3 separate regions of the Sus scrofa genome follow, and regions 1 and 2 are each linked to region 3. A link is a contact called in public Hi-C data. All regions are on one chromosome and are shown on one strand. The core of a region is the stretch at or near the end of the contact, and the rest is flanking DNA. Distances in the headings are between cores, read along the strand shown.

Region 1 (2,700 bases), core at 113-2,612, 280 kb after region 3:
ATAGGCTGGGACTGGATTCTTGAATCCCCACCCAAGTCCATTAACCCCAGGAATTTTGTCACTGGTCAAGGGACAGGCCTCTACCAGGGTTAATGCCAGGAGCTATTCAAAGAATTTTGGCTACTGTCCAAAATATTTTTTTAAAAGTAGTATCAACTGTGAGCTGGATATTGTGCTAAGCACAAGAGATACAGAGCACCCAGTGTGGGAGAGAAATACATAAACAGACATACACAGCACAGCGTTGTAAGAATGATAATACTAGGCCAGATTTGTGAGTGCAGCAGCCGTGCCTGGCGCTGGGCTCCAGGCTTTAGAATTGCTATGTGACCACTGTTTCAATGACAGAGGTAAGCTCATAGTGCTATGGGAGCTCTGAGTTCCACAGACAGAGTGGGAAACGGAGCCTCTGATCCTGGGCACGAGGCCCGGGCTAACCCTGCCTCTGCCTCACCTCCCCAGCAGACCCCAGGACCACAACCCTGGATCGGGAGAGAGCTGCTCCATGGTTTGGCTTTGTTGGGCCTTCTGGGCCTCCATCCGGAAGCTCTCCTGCCCGTGCGCAGACACTGGCCCAGGCTGTTAGCGCAGAGCCCAGGCCAGAGGAAGAGTCGGGGCGGCCACCGGAGCGACTTCTTACTTGACACGAGGAGGAGGATGCAGACGTTGATGAGCCACAGGAAAGGAGCAATTGAGCTCTGTGTTTAGAAGCCAGGTCAGCTCTGGAAGATTTATTCCTGGCCGGTGGTGGAATTCCAAAACCAGAGCAAGATCAGCTTGCCCTCCCTGAGAAAGGAAATCCCCCTCAAGGGTGGCGGGTGGCAGAGGAGGAGTTTCTGGGGGTGGCGGTGGCGGGGCCTCGTGAACAGGGAAGGGAGGGGCGGGGTGGGGAGGGCAGTAGAACACTGCCCAGCCCTCCCCTCCCTGGGAAAAGTCCTAAGTCCTTCCTGCCTTGGGTGAGCCAGAGGCCACGGGCTCCATCTGCTGAGACCTCGTAGACACAGCGGACCTCTGCTTTCACCCTGGCTGGACTTCCTAAAGTCACATGCAGGAGCAGAGGGCGCTGTGACCCAGACACGGAGCGGTGTGGCCTGGGGTCTGGGTGCCAGGGGCAGGAAGGAAGGCAGTGCCAAGAATTGTGAGCCTGCTAAGGATTTTGAAAATCACCTTTTGGCTGTTATTACTGATTTAATCATCACATCAGCTCTTCTGGGGCTGGTCTCACTAAGCACCATTTACAGATAAGCAGTTACGGATTTGCTCATAAGTGGCGGAGTCAGAACTCACACCAAGTCTGGACTCAGAAGCCCGTGACTGGGGATCCAGGTGTGTGCACACCCCTACATGGTACGACCTGGCGTGCTGCAATGGAAACCACGCTGTGGCGGACGTCAAGGTGAAATAGCTCAGCCCTGACTCCACTGGTTGGTGGCTCTGGATTTTAGCCTAAAATCACCTAAAAAAAAAAAATCTGCCTTGTTTACTTTCATTCCACCAACACTGAGCAACTTCTATGGGCCAGTGCCCCATGCTGAGTGCCAGGAATACGAGCATCTACAAAATCAAGGTCCTGCCCTGGAGTAGTTTATGCGTCAGAGCAGGGAGAAAGGCTTACCCACAGATCATCGCACTGCAATGCCTACACGCCCAAGTGCTTCCAAAGTTTAAATGAGACGATAGATGCAGGTGTTGAGCAAATCCAGGGACCACCCTGATTTCCTTGAAGTTGAGCCAGCTCTCTTAGAAGAGAAGGAGAACCAAGAGGAGGATGGGAAACTCTTCCAGAACATCTCAGGGCAATCCTTCCCTCTCAGCAGTGCCACCGTGCCGCAAGGTCTGGGCTGCCTCCTGCTTCCACCTGGTATGGTGACAGGGCCATCCTTCCTTCCCTTTTTCCCCTTCTTCCTTCCTTCCTTCCTTCCTTCCTTCCTTCCTCCCACTGCTCCATGAGTGCCCAGGGAAGCCCTTGGTAGAAAGGCCCATTTAACCAGAGGCAGCAACCGGAGAACCTCTCAGCTGTGGGGCTGAGGATGGAGTGCCCTAAAGAGACCTCAGAAGGGCGTTTTCCACAGTCTGCTCTGTCTTTTAGCATCTGTGATGTGAAGGAGCTCTTATCTTCTCATTCCCATTTTCCTGGACGTAGCAGTGTGAGAGGAAAATCATTTACTATCTCTATTAACAGCTTCTCCCCTTCTCTTCGGCCTCTAGACGGGACTCCTGGGAGAGCCCTGTCCTCTCTGCCGAACTGGAGTAAAGGGAAAGGAGGAAATTGAGACAAACCAGACTGAGTAGACTGATCTCCTCTGGAAAGTAACTCTCTGAGTTACGGATGGGAGAGAAATACATAGATTCTGAGAGGGAGAGGAAAAGAAAGACAGTCTGGGTTTAGGGAGAGTTTTCAGGAGTATGAAGAAGGTGATGGTACTTGAGAGGTAGTTGTATTTGAAATGTACATGGTGAGACAGATTTTTCTCTAAGTGTTGCTCTATTCTGAGCAGAATACACTCTTGGGGTTCTTTGAGAGATTTTAGCAGAGACTGAGGTTTCCCTGTGAATTGTGTTTTGTCTATCTGACAGTTGTTTTTCTGAGGACATCACCAGGATTGGGTCACGAGGCAGCAGGCTTTGTGTGGGTCACACCAGCATCCGCAGAATTCAATCAGAAGCTATCGGTTCTAACCTCTTCATTTGAGTACAGAT
Region 2 (2,700 bases), core at 129-2,628, 410 kb after region 3:
GGCCGGCAGCTGCAGCTCTGATTCAACCCCTAGCCTGGGAACTTCCATGTGCCACAGGTGAGACCCTAAAAAAAAGAAAAAAAAAATCTAACCAATAAATTTCAGGAAGGAAATGCAGGGTATTTTAGGTAGTTTTAGATAGCATTAATCTCCATCCTTGGGCTCACAGGTTTAAAGGAAAAGCTGGACCCTAACCAGAGATGAGAACAACCTTTCACTAGGTGGCTCTCTTTCCTCTGAGTGGGTGGCAGGGATAAGGAGGCATTGTACAGCTGCAATCAATGCGTGTCACACTGCATCACAGAAGGTGCTTGAAGCACTCCGGGCAGAGTTCAGTTTCTATTTCATTAATTATAATGTCCTTGGGATTTATTTCAAAGTATCTGGTATTTTCATTTCCTCCAAATTTACACATAGACAGACATCGGTCGGGCCTTTTAACAGGTGCAGTTTCAGGGAAGGATCAGGAAAGCGCCTTCTCACCTAGCACAAAAGACAGCAGAAATCAGGTACCTCAACCAAACCGAAACCAAAATGGCCCTTTAAAAATTCCGATTTCAACTATTCAATGAGAGCTGTATTCCTGGAGAGGTTTATATGATTACATAGCCTAAAGTACTTTGGGATAGCTATTTAAATGACTCCACAATACAAATCGAAAAAATGTCAAATAATCCTTTCAAACCATTAGATGACCACTTCTCCAGCTACATCTTGGACACTCTATTATCATTGATCCCATTCTTTAGTCTGCCTTTTGGAGACAAAACACACATAATAATCATTCAAAACCATTTGTTCAAAGAATGAAAATCCTTTTCCTAGAAGCCTGTCATTGGAACTTTGCACCAGTATCTAAGTTTTTCTTGATACTATTTTACCCAACGCCTCCTCTCCAACCCAAAAGATACAAAATGACAAAATCCTAAAATACCCTGAGAGAACCGGAAGTTTGTAGAGGAGAAAGGAACTTGGAGGTCGGCTTTTGATCATTAAGGGGGACCCCCACTGGGGAATCATCCTCTGAGAGAGAGGGCTGTCATCAGCGTCTCACCACATCCCCAGCTCTAAAGACCACTTGTTAGCCTTCCAGGATGTGTTTCCACTTTCACTCTGGCCTCCTTGCGGCAGGAGGTGGCTCGGGAAGGCCACGAGGGGAACTCTGAGAAGATTCGGTCACCGAGGCTGTGTGTGGGGTGGGGTTTGGGGGATTTCTGTAAGGGGTCGACCCGCCGGGGAAAGTCGGACGTCTCTGTCGGCAGAAGAGGGATCTCGGCAGTCGTGTGCCGTTCTCCTCCCTCAGGGACCCCGTCCAGGCGGGATCCCGCCTCCCAGAGCCCGAGGCAGTTGTGGGGAAACCCCTCGCCCGCCTAGCTGCCAAGCGCCACCGTTCCGCCCTACCAGCTCCAGCCCGCCGCCCACCAGCCTGCAGGCTCCGCATCGTCCTCGCAGGCCCGGCCCTCCGCACACCTCGCACGGAGAGGAAAACTATGGAGGTGGTTTCCGCCCGTAGGCGGGTGGAAAAGCCCATGGTGAATGCCTCGGGGTCTCCCCCATCGCTGCGGGAAAGGGAAAGGGAGGAGGAAATGAACTTCACTCCCCAAGAGAACTACCCGTATTCCCAACCTGAGGGGAAGCCTTTGGATGGAAGGGAAGCCAAGGGGGAACCCTGGGCACTTCTCCGGGAATCCACTCGCCAAGGGAGGGTCACTCGGTGCGCACAAATTGGTTACTATGACAATACAACTGCAGCCTTCAGTTGCCTTGGCAGCTGCTTATCCAATCCGATTGGTTTCTTTTCTTCCCTGGGGCTCCACCCTATCCCCTCCAACAGTCTCCCAGCGTGAAGGGGGAGGGGCCGCAGAAAAAAAGGAGGGGGGTCCTTTAGCGTCACTCTAGGGCTCGAGGGCAGATCAGAAACGAGGGACTGGCGGCCGGAACTGTACGAGGAAGGGGAGGCGTTTCCGGTACGGAAGAGTGGAGGGGTGGAAAAAGGAAGCTAGAAATTGGGTGGAGTGGAAAGACGGGGGAAGACTTTCAGTGTAACTCCCAGTTGATTTGGGCTCAATGTTCCCGGTGAGGGTGGGGTTGCCCCCTCGCGCGGGAGGAGAGGGGTGGATTGGCCGGAAGCCGCCGAGCGTCTCCAGCGGGCTACTCAGCAGCCGCGCAGGTGCAGCCGAGCTAACAGATCCCAAGAGGGAGCGCTACCGAAAGGCGGAAATCGCCAGGAGGGACCGGCGCCGCTGAAATCTCGCGAGAGAGACCCCCACACTTCCTTCCTCTACTTCTCCCTCCTCTTTCCCCCGCCCCCATCCCTCCTCCCTCCCCCTCCCCCTCCCGGGTCGGAGTGTCCCTGCGCCCCACGGGCCGGAGCAGCAGCGAGAGCAGCTTTCCCCGCTCCCTCCCCCTCGCCTCACTCACCCCCACCCCCCCGCCGAGCGAGGAGGAGCCGGAGGAGAGGAAGATGGCGGCGGCCGCCAGCACCCGCGGTGCCGCGGGGCCGCTCCGAGGAGCCTGAGAGACCCACAGAGGCTTCGCGGGAAGACGCGGGCGGCGGAGGATGAGCCTGCAGAGCGCGCAGTATCTCCGGTGAGTGCCGAGGACGGCCCGTACGTAGAGGGGAGCGGACCGAAGGTTCGGGCATGGAGCAACAGACACAGAGGTGGTATGTCCGGGGTGGCGGGGGAGTTGCTGTGTCCT
Region 3 (2,700 bases), core at 70-2,569:
GGACTAAACCTCATGATCTTCTGGCTCAGGTTCTGTGAACTGAGTCATTCTGGCACGGAGAATATTCCGTGACTCAGCAGGCCCGAAAAGGAGGATGTCAGAGCCAGATAATTTCGAGTCTTTTAAAGGCAAGCTGGGGAACATAAACAACACAGTGGAAGAATTTCGCAGTGGGTCTGCGTACCCAAGGGAAAAATGTCATTCCATTCCCAGCCTTTTCACTTCCTTCCATGCCCCTGTTAAACGACTGGTTATACTTTAATTCAGAGGCAGGAAACCGGCTTCAGAAAACTCATTTTGATGCTTCGACCAGGCCCTTTATTCTCTGGGGACCGTGGCAGCCCCCTGACACCCCGGGACCTCTCCTCGGAAAGCTCTGGAGCCAGCCCCGCGCAGCTGAGGCCATTCCCGGGGCGGCCGGCTTGGGTAGGAGTCTGCGGGCAGTCCCCGCGTTTAGGTCCCTCGGGTCCCCGCCCCAGGGCGCGGCCCACTGGACTCAGGGACCGACACCTGGCGGGGCGGGGATCCGCGTTTCAGCGGCCCGGGTGCCGGGCCCAAAGGCCCACGCCGAGCGACATCGCCGATTTGGCGTCGCCCCTTTTACGCGCCCTTCGTTGACCCCTCCCGAAATCGGAGTCTCCGTGGACAGGACCCCGGGGTACCCCGGCGTCTCCCTCCTGCGGGGCGCTGGCTCTCCGCAGCCTCCCCTTCCCTCCCGGCATGCACCGCCCCGCCGTCCCTCCCTCCCTACTCCTCCCGCTTCCCGGCTCCCCGCCCACCCCTCGCGCCCCTCAAGGCCCCTCCCCCGCCGATCGCGCGCCGCGGGCCCGAGCACGAGATGCCGCCGCCCCCGCCGCCGCCGCCGCGAGTCGCCGGGGCGGACGCGCAGTCCACGGCGCGCGGAGAGTGGAGGAGCAGCTGCGGGGGCCGCGCGAACTGCTGAAAGACGCCTGGTTTGGGCTTTCTCTTGGCCAGACCCCACCCAACCCTGCCGATCCCACCCCCTGCTCCTTCCTCCTCGGGGGCGCGCACTTGGGCACGCGCTCGGAAGTCGGGGGTCGGCGGCGAGTGCGGGCTGTGTCCCGGGTAGGTGCGGGAAGCGCGGAGGCGGCGCGCGGGGCAGTGGTCAGCGAGCCGTGCAGTCCTCGCTAGGGGCACCCACCGGCCCGTCTCTTCGGCGCGAGCCCCCGCCACCGCCCGTCCGGAGAGTCCGGCGCCTGGGCCCCGAGGCTCAGCCAGCGGAGCGGCCTCCGAGGGACGCCGCCGGGCTGGAGCAACGCGCCCTTGCCTTTGCTGTGGCCCTGAGCGCGGGCGGCGGGATGAGCAGCAGCACGAGGGCCGCGCCGGCGCTGCGGCCACGGGGCCGCCTCTGGCCAGTGTTGGTTGTGCTGGCGGCCGCCACGGCCGGCTGCGCCCGGGCAGCCATGGACGAGTGCACGGACGAGGGCGGGCGGGCGCAACGCTGCATGCCCGAGTTCGTCAACGCCGCCTTCAACGTGACCGTGGTGGCCACCAACACGTGCGGGACTCCGCCTGAGGAGTACTGTGTGCAGACCGGGGTGACCGGGGTCACCAAGTCCTGTCACCTGTGCGACGCCGGGCAGCCCCACCTGCAGCACGGGGCAGCCTTCCTGACCGACTACAACAACCAGGCCGACACCACCTGGTGGCAGAGCCAGACCATGCTGGCCGGCGTGCAGTACCCCAACTCCATCAACCTCACGCTGCACCTGGGTAAGCGGTGACAGCCCTGTCCCCTACTACTGCTCGCCAGCAGCTCAGCTCCCTGGCCCGCTTCACCTTTGAATCAAAGCGGGGTCCAAACAGCCGCATGCTGGCTTTCTGCTCCCCGGCATGGGCCACTCAGAGGTTCCCTTCTCCACCTTCTAAACGTCCCGCTAGCCAAGAGGCTTCCCGCCAGCATCTCTTTGCCTTCCTACTCTTAACCGGGGTTTTCTCTCCCTTGATTATTTGTCATTTCGGCCGTTTTGTTCATTCTTTTCCGAAACGTTAATCGCTTGTTCTCTTTAAGCACTTCTACCTTGTTTAAATGTTTTTCTCTCCCGCGTTGAGGATGATTGCTGTTTGCTCTGCTGAATAAGCTAGAGAGGAAAGGGTCTAAGGGGATTTGAGGGGAGCAAATGCCTTTACTGTCGCTGTTGCCTATGTGTAATTAAAATAGACGTTCAACTTTAAAGTTATTGTTCTTTAAGGTTGTTCAACTTTAATTGAGGGTCCCAAAGCGATTTCACTGCTAATCTTGGGACAGAGAAAACAAAAGGAGGTTTCTGCAACTCGCTGTGGTTGTTGGGTACAGTTTTGTCCTGGATAAAAAGGCTCTCCTTACTGTCTTCCCTTTTGCTTTGATTCAAAGTAAGTGTGGAAAGATGTGTAAATAACCTTTTAGAAATCAGGAAAGGGATGTATAGAAAACTTCACTGCTGGGTGGTGGACGAGGATGGACATGTTGTTGCCACAGTATTACAGATCATGTTTGATCTGGGTCAGTTTTTCTTCATCAGTGAAATAGACAAGTGCAGTGATTCATTATTGTGTTTAACAGAGTAACATGCGAGAAACTGACATTTGAGGTGTAGAGCTTCACTCTCTGTGGCCTTGAAAGATGTGATTTTACCGTAGCTGATAGCAATGAACTTCCAGAGAGAACAGAGTGCCAAGCCATTCTTCTGTCAAGGCAGG

Evidence for each region. A called contact is a pair of places that touch in the nucleus more often than the background predicts.
Region 1: a contact with region 3 is called in a Hi-C map of skeletal muscle, with 5 times the contacts expected there. The contact joins the enhancer-like site here to the promoter of LAMC1 in region 3. A contact is called at or near these places in 4 of 47 Hi-C or Micro-C datasets (liver, psoas muscle and skeletal muscle) and 1 of 2 datasets of contacts at active chromatin or transcription factors (skeletal muscle).
Region 2: a contact with region 3 is called in a Hi-C map of skeletal muscle, with 6 times the contacts expected there. The contact joins the promoter of SMG7 here to the promoter of LAMC1 in region 3. A contact is called at or near these places in 2 of 47 Hi-C or Micro-C datasets (heart right ventricle and skeletal muscle) and 2 of 2 datasets of contacts at active chromatin or transcription factors (alveolar macrophages and skeletal muscle).

Annotation. Positions count from the first base shown.
Region 1 is chr9:124,561,574-124,564,273 of Sscrofa11.1, forward strand. The region is part of intron 4 of NMNAT2 (nicotinamide/nicotinic acid mononucleotide adenylyltransferase 2); the gene reads right to left. Among named protein-coding and RNA genes, the nearest start is that of SMG7, 130 kb to the right of the region's middle. Within about 2 kb of position 1,363, at least 34 of the 83 cell types and tissues checked have an H3K27ac peak or open chromatin away from gene starts, as enhancers often do. A contact at or near this core is called in liver and skeletal muscle, where this site is marked.
Region 2 is chr9:124,695,054-124,697,753 of Sscrofa11.1, forward strand. It overlaps SMG7 (protein SMG7), which reads left to right and starts at 1,379. Exons shown (of 22, transcript XM_021063792.1): 1 at 1,379-2,589. The coding sequence starts at 2,561. It overlaps NMNAT2 (nicotinamide/nicotinic acid mononucleotide adenylyltransferase 2), which reads right to left. Exons shown (of 14, transcript XM_021063806.1): 1 at 2,422-2,700.
Region 3 is chr9:124,282,349-124,285,048 of Sscrofa11.1, forward strand. It overlaps LAMC1 (laminin subunit gamma 1), which reads left to right and starts at 1,320. Exons shown (of 29, transcript NM_001271715.1): 1 at 1,320-1,734. The coding sequence starts at 1,320.